Regions from separate parts of the Mus musculus genome. Here all the other regions are linked to region 4. Evidence: chromatin contacts called from public Hi-C data. All regions are on one chromosome and are shown on one strand. The core of a region is the stretch at or near the end of the contact, and the rest is flanking DNA. Distances in the headings are between cores, read along the strand shown. Region 1 overlaps Mycbp2 (MYC binding protein 2, E3 ubiquitin protein ligase). Region 2 overlaps Mycbp2 (MYC binding protein 2, E3 ubiquitin protein ligase). Region 3 holds the start of Acod1 (aconitate decarboxylase 1). Region 4 overlaps Scel (sciellin).

Region 1 (2,700 bases), core at 182-2,681, 380 kb after region 4:
CTGGCTTACATGCTAATACACAACAGCTTTAGGACTTCCATACTTTATTATTTCATTGTAATCAAGACATTAAACTACGATGTCTCCTGTATAGAGCTCTTCACTAACCTAATTGTATTTATTTTTTACAATTGAATACAATTGAGTTTCTTTGTTCAACAAGACCTATGCTGTTACCCTAAGTATGCTAAGTTTCACTCTCCTGAATATCGTAACTTGATTATTTTTGTATGGAGGATATTTTTCAAAATTTAATTTTTAAAGTAGTTATTCTCTTTCTTGTCTCTTGCTGAATTTAAATTCTAATTAGTTGCATAAGGGCTGTGGTTTATATATGTAACACTAATAGCTCATTTGGGTGAATACATACTGTTTATTCATATAAACATGTATTGTTGTAGCATGTGTAATGATAGAGTAGAAATTTTATGGAAAATATTTTCATTTTATTCTTAACATGTTTTGTATATGTGATAAGTAGCGTAAATTTTGTAGCTTTTCTGTTTTAGTGTTTATGTTGCATTTTATTAACAAGTTCACTGTGAAATGGATCATGCAGGTGACAGAGGAACTATCTCAACATCTTCAAGACCAGTGTCCACATCAGGGAAGTCAGAGCTGCCCTCTAAGCACAGCAGGTCAGTTAAACCCGACGGGCATGTGAGCCGGACTCCTGCTGACCAGAAGAAGCCACGGGGGACAGAAGGCTTATCTGCTAGTGAATCCCTCATGTTAAAATCTGATGCTGCAAAGTTGAGGTCAGACTCCCATAGTAGGTCCCTGTCCCCTAACCATAACACTCTGCAGACACTGAAGTCTGATGGGAGGACGTCTTCTGGCTTCAGGGCCGAATCCCCAGGACCAGGCTCGAGGTCATCCTCCCCTAAGCCCAAGCCTCTGCCGACTCCCAGGTCTAGCCCATCTGGTGCAAGCTCTCCACGCTCCTCCTCACCACAGGATAAAAATCTACCTCAGAAAAGCACAGCTCCTGCTAAGACAAAACTTGACCCACCTCGGGAACGTTCCAAGTCAGACTCATATACACTTGATCCAGATACCCTCCGTAAGAAGAAAATGCCCCTCACAGAACCATTAAGGGGGCGGTCCACATCACCAAAACCAAAACCAGTACCAAAGGATCCTAAAGACTCCCCAGGGTCTGAAAACAGAGCCCCTTCTCCCCACGTAGTGCAGGAAAACCTCCACAGTGAGGTAGTTGAAGTCTGTACTTCAAGTACTTTAAAAACAAATGGTGTCACGGACAGCACCTGCGATGACAGCGGTGACTTGAAGAGTGTGGATGAAGGTTCAAATAAAGTGCATTTCAGCATAGGCAAAGCACCGCTGAAAGATGAACAGGAAATGAGAGCATCACCCAAAATAAGTCGGAAGTGTGCTAACAGACACACCAGGCCCAAAAAAGAAAAGTCTAACTTCCTTTTCAAAGGAGATGGAACCAAATCTTTAGAACCAGCCAAGCAAGCCATGTCCCCGTCTGTGGCTGAGTGTGCCAGAGCCGTCTTTGCCTCTTTTTTGTGGCATGAAGGCATAGTACATGATGCAATGGCTTGTTCTTCCTTCCTGAAATTTAATCCTGACCTTTCCAAAGAACATGCTCCTATAAGAAGTAGTTTGAATAGCCAACCACCCACAGAGGAAAAGGAAATCAAGTTAAAAAATAGACATTCATTGGAAATATCGTCTGCTCTGAATATGTTTAACATTGCACCTCATGGCCCAGATATATCCAAGATGGGTAGTATCAACAAAAATAAGGTCTTGTCCATGCTTAAGGAACCGCCTCTCCATGAAAAATGTGAGGACGGGAAATCGGAAGCCACTTTTGAAATGTCCATGCATCACACAATGAAGTCGAAATCTCCACTTCCTTTAACATTACAACATTTAGTGGCTTTCTGGGAAGATATCTCTTTGGCTACAATCAAAGCTGCTTCCCAGAATATGATTTTTCCAAGTCCTGGTTCCTGTGCAGTCCTTAAAAAGAAAGAATGTGAAAAAGAGAATAAAAAAACAAAAAAGGAAAAAAAGAAAAAAGAAAAGACAGAAATTCGGCCAAGGGGCAATTTGTTTGGTGAAATGGCCCAGCTGGCTGTAGGAGGGCCAGAGAAAGATACCATCTGTGAGCTGTGTGGAGAATCCCATCCGTACCCAGTGACATATCACATGAGACAAGCTCACCCAGGTAAGCTATTTTGTGGTGTGTGTATATATATGCTTTAGTCCTGATAAGCTACATCCTCTGAACTATATCACATATGTACACCTTTTAAACAGTTAGGTACTTGCTCGGGATTTTACTTTGAAAAGATGCACCTGTTGCTGATATAATATCACTAGTGAAAAATCAAAGACATTCAAAATGTTAAATGTATGTCTTATTTTTTTTCAAGGTTGTGGCCGATATGCTGGTGGACAAGGATACAATAGCATTGGGCATTTTTGTGGAGGATGGGCTGGTAACTGTGGTGATGGGGGAATGGGAGGAAGCACTTGGTACCTCGTATGCGATCGCTGTAGAGAAAAATACCTCCGTGAAAAACAGGCCGCTGCAAGGGAAAAGGTATTTTTACTACATTCAGGCTATATTATTTATGATATGGATTAGTTGTATGTAAGTGATACTAAAATTCAGCTTATATAACGAAAATGAAATACTAATTCAATATTAGATAAGTAACC
Region 2 (2,700 bases), core at 133-2,632, 350 kb after region 4:
GTAAAAGAATAACAGTAGAATGAAAAGTGTCATGTATGGATGTTGTGAAAGGGTGACTATAATAGTAACATAACATCAGAATACCCTTTAGGAAGTTGTGCTGTAAACCACTTATGTTATCATTGGAAATAAAAAGGTTATTTGCATTTTGATATTTAGAAGTTATAAGTATTCAATCAGATATATAAATTATAATGCCTTTCATTTTACCACATTGCTAAAACCTTTAGGTCAGCACACATTTACTTAGTGCTTAGCAAAACTTGGTTGTAGAAAAGATAATTTTATCAAGCATTAAAGACTTATGTGTTGCTGAGATTAAATAGGCAACCTTATAATAACTTATAAGTGATTTTAAGTAGATATAAATACAGACTTGAGCAGGAATTTCCAAGCACTGCTGCCACCCAGATGCTTGTCCTTTCACGTTTCTTTCAGCATCATTCAGATAGCAAGGGGACAGAGCAGTCTGGATGTCCACTGATAGGCAATGAAAATGTGTGTTCTACAGTAGGGTTTTTCTCAGTTGTAAAGAATGAAATTAATAATTTAGCAGGAAAAATGATGGGTCTGGAAAGTATTACACTAATTGAGGTCATCCAGATTCTAGAAGAAAAAGCAATTGCCCGTTTTTCCTCATACAGAGATTACAAGCGTTAATGTTAGGATGAGGAAGAGTAGGCTGTGACCTAGATAGGAGACCATGAAGGCAGCACGTGGCCGAGAAAGGCAAGGGAAACAAGAGGAGCCCTGATAGGCAGTGTAGAGGAGGTACTCAGAGAGAGTTCTTCTCCTTAGGTAGATGGCGTGTGGAATCTGGCACACAAACTGGAAAGGCAGAGAGACTTGAGGTCATAGCCTTTGTTTGCCATCTTTGGCTCCTTTATTTTCAAAAGTGAGAGCAAAATGGGGAGTGGGGAGGGAAGCAGCAAAGCAGTTTGTTAGGGCTGTTAGCTTGGGGTTAGTGGGACTCTAACGGTGGGTTGGCTGTGTCTCTGATTCTGTTGCCTGCTCTTGGGACTCTTTGCCTTCTGTTGGGTTGCCCTGTCCAGCCCCCATATGAGGGCTTTGTCTTTGTCTCTTGTTTGTCCTGTTAGGTTGTCTTGGTTTTTGGAGGTCTGCACTTTTCTGAAGAGGAAACGGGAAATGGCTAAGGGGGAGGGGGGAAGTGAGAGAAACTAGGAGGGTTGGAGAAGGGAAACTGTGGTCGGGATGTATTGTATGAAAGAAGAATCTATTTTCAATATAAAAAAGAAAAGAAAAACAAAAATACCATAATGAATTGTAATCCTTGCTTTGAAAAAATGAAAAGTAGTGTGACAGTGTGTGTTAGGAATGGCTTCAGTAGAGTCTTCAATCTGATACAGCAGTGAGTGCAGATACTGTTCTGTATTGAAGCTGAGATGGGCACACATATATGTGCAGTCATCCTTTTACTTTCCTACTCACTTCTACTATTTTTTTTTTTTTTTGTCCTAACTCTGCTCTTTTTCAAGCTGTCTTCAATCTAGGACCTTTCTTGGCCACAGACAAGGGCAGATAATAATAATAATAATAGCTAATGTTATTGAATACTTAATACATGTACATTGTTGCACAGATATTTTATGTCATTTAACTCTCATAGTGTGAGGTAGCTAGTATTGTCATTCCTGTCTCCGAGCACTGAGTGGTCCAGCATGAGGACGTGTCTCTCACCTACTGTGTTATCACACTGCCATCCAGGCCTCATGCCAACAGTCACAGAGCTTCCATGGTGGGAGGTGAATAGTGTTCTCACCTGTCTCTGTGCTAGTCATAGCACGTGTCAGAAAGCCATGCCTTATTATTATTATTATCATCATTATTATTATCATTATTATTATTTTGAGTTTGTTCATGATCACTCGATGTGCTCCTATTAAACACTTCAGGAAATGCTATAAAGTGCTCTTTGGGAATCTCAAGACCTCATTTAAAATTTTTTTTCCATTTTTCCAACTTAGTATCAATCACCTCTTTTAAAAAATGTAAAATTCAGGTATTTGTCTTCATTGTTCAAGACAGTCTATGATGTGGGGCTGGAGAGACAGCATAGCCATTAAGAGTGCCGAATGCACTTCCAGGACGCTTGCTCTCCTGTCTGAGCACCTACATGCTGGCTTGCTACACCTGCAGATCCAGTCCTCTACAGGCCTCAGGCATGAATGGGTGACCAGACATACATGGTGGAAAAAACCATATACATAAATAAAAAGTAAAATAGCCTATGATGGGCTAGATTTCCCATCCTTTTACCTGAGTAGTCAAATGTTAATTACACTACTTTTCTTACAGATGCTGGCCTTGAAGTAAAAGTCAAAGATCCACCAAAGGGGATGATCCCCCCAGGGACTCAGCTAGTCAAGCCGAAGGCAGACCCCCAGCCAAATAAGGTCAGTGGAGGACAAAGCAAAAGTGGAGTTGGTCAGAGACTGAAATTTTTCATGCCTCAAAGTAGCTCTCAAATATCTAATATTTTACTTGATTTATTGTAGTATTTTAATTTCCAGTATCCCTAAATCAGTCTGAAGAGCAGTTCATAAGAATTATTCCTCTCAAATTGTACAATTTTGCTTTTCTGGCTTCTATATATTTTTTATTGTTTTTGAGTGTTCTGTTCATGCTTATATTAAAAGTATACTATTAACAGAAAGTCTACTGAAATTACATGTGAGAATT
Region 3 (2,700 bases), core at 85-2,584, 490 kb after region 4:
CTCATCTACAGGAAAATCTTCCACCTTCTACCCACCAGCCCTTTTTTCTCTTCTTTTCTTTTTCTTTCTGAGGCAGGGTCTTTCTGTGTGGCCCTGGCTAAACTGGACTCACTATGTAGCTCAGGCTGGCTTTGAACTTTGGACAATTCTCCTGTCTCAGCCATAGCCCTATCCTTAGAGTCTTCAGATTTATAGGTCATATAACGACTGTCATTTTCAAGAGAATGGAACATTTGTTACATTTGTAAAACTTTGACAGAAAAACCAAGAGAGCTTGCAGTAGGAGAAAGCGGGAGCCGAGCCAGCCTGGAGAGCAAACAGATATTGCTGTGGATGTTTCTGTTTAGGGCCGAGGAAGACAATGATGCTGTTTTTCCTACTGGTAAGTATTTTGACAAGCATTTTATATGCAGAAGAGGAGGGAAGGAGGGAAAAGAATGGACTCAATAATAATCAGCTGGCTTGATTTCCAAGTACCAGTTAAACATTTGATGAATAGCAGATGAGGAACAGCAGCATAGATCTCAAGGCATCGGGCTGGCACTGCTTATGTGATTTACGACAGACCACTGGGCTCCCCTGACCTGATAGTGCTGAACACGATCTGAGAGCCAAAGAACAAGCCGCCCTCCCTGACCATGGAGGGAGAGATCATAAGGGGGACAATAGCTCCACTCAGATTCCTGTGAGTCATCCTTCATCTACAAGTCAAATGTCTTGCTGGCGTGCTTGACTTTATAGGGGCACTTGTCTATCTTTTTAGTAAGCTCCTGTGACTAATGTATAGATTAAAGCGGAGTATGGAGTCATTCGTTTTATAATAAGTGTCAGGAGCCCTGGCAAGTTCCCTGTGCACTGTTCTCTAAACTGCCAAACCAGTAAATGAGGCCATCCAACTTAAAAAACCTGCCAGGGGACTACAGGGTACATGAGAGCAAATAGATAATTACAGATGTGCCCCTGTGCTCCCATCACAGATGTGCTCCTGTCCCACAGAGGACACACACAAAACCAAGAGGTGGAGGTTCAGTGAACTTACCAGGCCTAACTCTCTTGCTAGGAGGAAGCAATGGGATCATGGGCATTGTCTGTCAAATACTGATGAAAGCCAACAGATAGCTAAATCAGGCAGCTCAGAGACCATAAGCAAAGCTAAGATGTCCTTTCTGCAGCAGAGCAGATAGCTAGCAAAAGACCAACTGATTGAGAAAGGAAGAATCAAGCCAGGAAGGCAGTTTAGGCAAGCGCCATCAAGTGCTACGATACCTTGAGCATCATGTTGCTCTGGAGGGTAACTGGCTCAGGAGTGGATGGCAGGAGTAGTTGCTGGCTGGGGGCCTTTAGTGGACGTGTGCCTTTATACACAGTCACTCCCTCCAGGTCTGTCCCTTTCACTTTTGTTTCAACCATGGAATTTCCACCATTTCAACACCTCCCCAATGACCTCACTTAAACTTCCTTTGTTGTGTTGTGTAGAGCTCCCTTATAGATGTAGGGCTGATGAGAGGAGGTGTTACAGCGGCCATAATCTGATGATTCCTCACAGACATAAGAAAAACTAAGTTATAATTACAGAGGGATGGCCTGTCCCAGCTAGGGGCCATAGGTGAGAAGAGTGCACACTCTCTTTACTGGGCATCCCACTCTTGAAGACTTATCACAAGGAAATAGCAAGACTATGACAGAGGAAGAAAAGCCCCCAGATCTGGAAAGGCAAGGAGTCACTCAGAGCAGCCTTCTCACAGACAGCCCATTGTCACCAACCAACCATGAAACAGCTTCTGGGAATGATGAAAAAAACAAAAAACAAAAACCCTGACTGGTTCTTATTGGACTTAGAGCCTGCTTACCAGAAGGAAATCCATGACTGGTACTGTGAACAAAGCCACCAATCACATCATAATTTCAGAGGCGATAACCCAGAGGTAACTAACGAAGTCACTAAATGTGCCATAACCTAAAGGTTATGAATCCTAGAGGAGAGCCTACCACTGCCAGTTCCCTAAACCTAGCTGCATTCTAAATACTTACTCACGCACAGATAAGTGTAGCTCTGCCCCTCATCAACGATGCTTCTTTTTATTGTAGATGGAGACGACTACTACAACTATCTATAACGAGTAAGTGAGCATGGGTGCCCAGACCTAACTGATATACCAACAATGAAACCCCTACACCTAAGGCTCAGAGACAGTTGAGAAAGTACGTGTACATATGTGTGCACACGTGTGTGTGTGTGTGTGTGTGTGTGTGTGTGTGTGTGATAACTAAAGAAGAGGCCATGAATTTGTGAGGAATGGTGGCCAGAGTTAAAAGAAGAGAAGGAGGAGGGGTGGAAATGTTGTAAATACATAAATAAATAAATTAAAATCTCAAAAAATTAATTAAAAATATCTAAATACACACCACACAGACACATGTACACACACACACACACACACACACACACACACACACACACACATGCCAAGTACACACATTTGGCTAATCAGAGACCACCTGGTTGAGTGTAATAGAGGAGAACTCTGGAAAATCATCCTTCACAGATTATTCCTTGGAGAAGAGAGAGAGAGAGAGAGAGAGAGAGAGAGAGAGAGAGAGAGAGAGAGAGAGAGAGAGAGAGAGAAAGAAGGAGGAGGAGGAAGAGGAGGAGGAGGAGGAGGAGGAGGAGGAGGAGGAGGAGGAGGAGGAGGACTTCAG
Region 4 (2,718 bases), core at 20-2,519:
ACAAACACACATCTGGCTTGCACAAGTCTTCTCTCTAAACCTCCACTTTTGTGTCTTGAGTTATGTATTTGTTATAGACGCTCACCTGTCCAAGGCATCATGGGAGTTGTGCCGGTTGAGCACCACCCTGCCATAATTTCCGTCTCTGCAGAGAAAGACCAAAATTAAGTTACATCAAAAGTTACCATAATGTTTGCTAAGCATCAAATAAGAGAGACAGGAAGAGAGCTACAACTTTAGGCAAGGTTAATTTGCTTTACTCCGTGCCTAAGAGCACAACCATAAATCTAAATTAACCAGCCACAACTTGCAGGATCAGAATGGAGTAAAACTAGTTTGACGGTACAAGTCTATTTGTCCCATGAGATTTCCACAATCAGTCAGTGCTTTGTTTAGAGTGATTAAAAAAAAAAAAACCCAAGTGTGGAAACATGAGAGCATTGACTTTGTGTGTACCAGTTCTTTCCAACAAGAGGAAAAGACAAACGTTTTCTATCAGCGTTCTTCAGCTGTAATTAAGCCTACGATGTCTGCCCGTTTTGATGGATTTGACCATTTGCCTTGGCAAAACACAGGGAAACAATTGCTAATGTTTCAAATGAGGGAGATTAATCATTCATAGGAGATTAAGCCCATTTTTAAGGCATTAGAATGCATGTGCCTTCAAAGACCTCTCAACTGCGGCAGGGAAGACACTGTTTCTGCTAGCCAGTAAGTAGATGAGGTCATCAAAGGTTTTGTGGCTTCCTAGAATCAGAAGATGAGCAACTGACAAAGGCGGCTCAGGACCCGGATCTTTGTTTCCCCTGCCCTCTTTACTACTCAACCCTATGATAGAATTGTATTGTATACATAAGTTGCCAAAGCAATGCCATTCTGACTTTGTGGAGTGGGCATGGAAGCCCAGGTGACATTAGGATGTGGCCTGGGAACTCAGCAGAGGGCAAGTACCTGAACCTCTTCCTGCCAACTCCCCAAACCTGAAACACCACCTCCGCTCTCCACGGGCTCCATTAACGTCACTCAACATTCTGGAACTATGTTTAACAAAGCTATAAAAGAAACTGGACTAGATAATTAAAAAGAAAGGTGAGCAGAGAAACTGAAAATGATCTAGCACAGCAGCATGCTCAGAAGGCCAAGAGAAAAGCTTTCCTCTTCCTTGGACCTTTCCGTAAAACCTTAAAGAGCACAGCAGGGGCCGGGCACATTCTTGCCCGAAAGCAAATGATAGCACCCAGCCCAGAACTGGGCCAGTAGGAGCCAGAAAAGCACCTAAGCCAACTTCCCCTCCACTCAGCACCTGCCACGCCACCCAAGCCGGCTTCCCCAGACCTGCTTAGGGAGGCTTGCTCGGCATCGAACAACATTCCCACCAACCATGACTTATTGGTGTTTTTACCTTCACCCGTTAGTATAAGTACTTGGAAGCTAAAACTTATTATCGATGTTTGTGAAAGAGAAGTGCTCTCACTGAAGAGCTAAGTGTGGACTTGTGGGAGGAAGTGGTAGTGCTCAGTCTAACAGTGACTAAGTCTCCCCACATCACTATATGGCAGTGGCTAAAAACGATACGATAACAAAAGTTAAAAGATATTTTTATCTGGCATTGCCACTTATAAGTATGCTCCTCAGATAAGCACATCTGGATAGTGTGCAGATAGTATGCTCCACAGGTAAGCACATCTGGATAGTGTGCAGAAGTTTAGAATAAGTACTCTTAAATGCAGTTTCCCAACGTGTGGCTGTTAACATTGTGGTTTGAGAGTGTTCCACTGTGAGGTCTACTCTGCACTTTTCAGGATGTTTACTGGTCCTTTGGACTTCCATTCGCAATGTGTTAGGTGTATTCCCCAATTTCATGACCAAAAATATCCCGCAACATTGCCAAATATCCCCTGGGGTAAATTGCCTCTGGTTAAAAAGCATGGATATAACGGAAAGACAGTGGATCATGTTAAAATATCAATTCAGCCACATAATAGCTATGTGGCCATTTGGATAAATTACCTAGCTTCTCCGAGCTATGGATTTCTCTCCTATAAAATGAGATTATAATACCTACCTTATATGTTTATGAGAATTAGTGATGCTTCATCAATCAAATGCCCAACATCAAGCTTAACACATAAAGAAGTCGGAAAATGAATCCATAGCTATGCATAACTTATAATATATAACTGATAATGAAGATGGAACCAGGCTAGATGAATATCTCTCATAACCTATGTTACTAACAGGCTCGAACCCTATAGCCATAGTTTTAGTTCTTTAAATACATAGCAGCCAAAGCAATGCTCAAAACCAGTGAAATTTTGCTCTTATATAAGGCCACATTCTTCCAACCACCTAGACGTAGATGGTCAGATGGGACCAAAATGGATGGGAATTTATAGATTTTATTCATGCATGTAAAAAATTTTAGTTATTATTGTATTTATAAACTTGAAAAATTACTGGCGTGATCAATACATCATAGAGGGGATTAACTTGTCTTTGGGAAACTGGGATGGCTTGCTTGCTTTTCAGTTTACAAAGGAAACTGTTGTAGATGACAATCAAGCTCTCTTTCTTTTGTATGTGAATATGTTTCTAAAAGTGCAGACTTTCTTAAGTGTGTGGTACAACTAAGTTATGCCTTCTAAATCTTACAAAACTTAGACCATGGAGTACTGTGAATTTGGTCTAACACTTATGTTAATTGGGTTCCCCAAATTA

The links. A called contact is a pair of places that touch in the nucleus more often than the background predicts.
Region 1: a contact with region 4 is called in a Hi-C map of bone marrow-derived macrophages, with 15 read pairs. The contact joins two enhancer-like sites. A contact is called at or near these places in 1 of 15 datasets of contacts at CTCF or cohesin (large pre-B cells), 11 of 484 Hi-C or Micro-C datasets (Th2 cells, adipose-derived mesenchymal stem cells, bone marrow-derived macrophages and 6 more), 3 of 115 datasets of contacts at active chromatin or transcription factors (CD8 T cells, memory CD8 T cells and microglia) and 3 of 9 other capture datasets (adipose tissue, embryonic stem cells and liver).
Region 2: a Hi-C map of bone marrow-derived macrophages shows a contact between it and region 4, with 19 read pairs. The contact joins two enhancer-like sites. A contact is called at or near these places in 1 of 15 datasets of contacts at CTCF or cohesin (large pre-B cells), 3 of 484 Hi-C or Micro-C datasets (bone marrow-derived macrophages, frontal cortex and trophoblast stem cells), 3 of 115 datasets of contacts at active chromatin or transcription factors (CD8 T cells, effector CD8 T cells and microglia) and 2 of 9 other capture datasets (embryonic stem cells and liver).
Region 3: a Hi-C map of bone marrow-derived macrophages shows a contact between it and region 4, with 27 read pairs. The contact joins the promoter of Acod1 here to the enhancer-like site in region 4. A contact is called at or near these places in 13 of 39 promoter capture datasets (the C10 cell line, the HPC-7 cell line, HPC-7-derived erythroid cells and 8 more), 2 of 15 datasets of contacts at CTCF or cohesin (CD8 T cells and large pre-B cells), 24 of 484 Hi-C or Micro-C datasets (the Ba/F3 cell line, the C2C12 cell line, the CH12 cell line and 12 more), 8 of 115 datasets of contacts at active chromatin or transcription factors (the 230-238 cell line, bone marrow-derived dendritic cells, embryonic stem cells and 2 more) and 1 of 9 other capture datasets (liver).

What each region holds. Positions count from the first base shown.
Region 1 is chr14:103,154,627-103,157,326 of GRCm38.p6, reverse strand. It overlaps Mycbp2 (MYC binding protein 2, E3 ubiquitin protein ligase), which reads left to right. Exons shown (of 85, transcript NM_207215.2): 58 at 560-2,203; 59 at 2,412-2,581. Among named protein-coding and RNA genes, the nearest start is that of Fbxl3, 56 kb to the right of the region's middle. Within about 2 kb of position 1,431, at least 25 of the 459 cell types and tissues checked have an H3K27ac peak or open chromatin away from gene starts, as enhancers often do. A contact at or near this core is called in bone marrow-derived macrophages, where this site is marked.
Region 2 is chr14:103,185,298-103,187,997 of GRCm38.p6, reverse strand. Mycbp2 (MYC binding protein 2, E3 ubiquitin protein ligase) reads left to right here. Exons shown (of 85, transcript NM_207215.2): 50 at 2,317-2,414. Among named protein-coding and RNA genes, the nearest start is that of Fbxl3, 87 kb to the right of the region's middle. Within about 2 kb of position 1,382, at least 14 of the 459 cell types and tissues checked have an H3K27ac peak or open chromatin away from gene starts, as enhancers often do. A contact at or near this core is called in bone marrow-derived macrophages, where this site is marked.
Region 3 is chr14:103,045,646-103,048,345 of GRCm38.p6, reverse strand. It overlaps Acod1 (aconitate decarboxylase 1), which reads right to left and starts at 1,334. Exons shown (of 5, transcript NM_008392.1): 1 at 1,267-1,334. The coding sequence starts at 1,278. Gm41235 (predicted gene, 41235) reads left to right here. Exons shown (of 4, transcript NR_168885.1): 2 at 260-382; 3 at 2,089-2,120.
Region 4 is chr14:103,530,717-103,533,434 of GRCm38.p6, reverse strand. Scel (sciellin) reads right to left here. Exons shown (of 31, transcript NM_022886.2): 4 at 86-145. Among named protein-coding and RNA genes, the nearest start is that of Scel, 19 kb to the right of the region's middle. Within about 2 kb of position 1,269, at least 39 of the 459 cell types and tissues checked have an H3K27ac peak or open chromatin away from gene starts, as enhancers often do. A contact at or near this core is called in the Ba/F3 cell line, CD8 T cells, Th2 cells and 3 more, where this site is marked.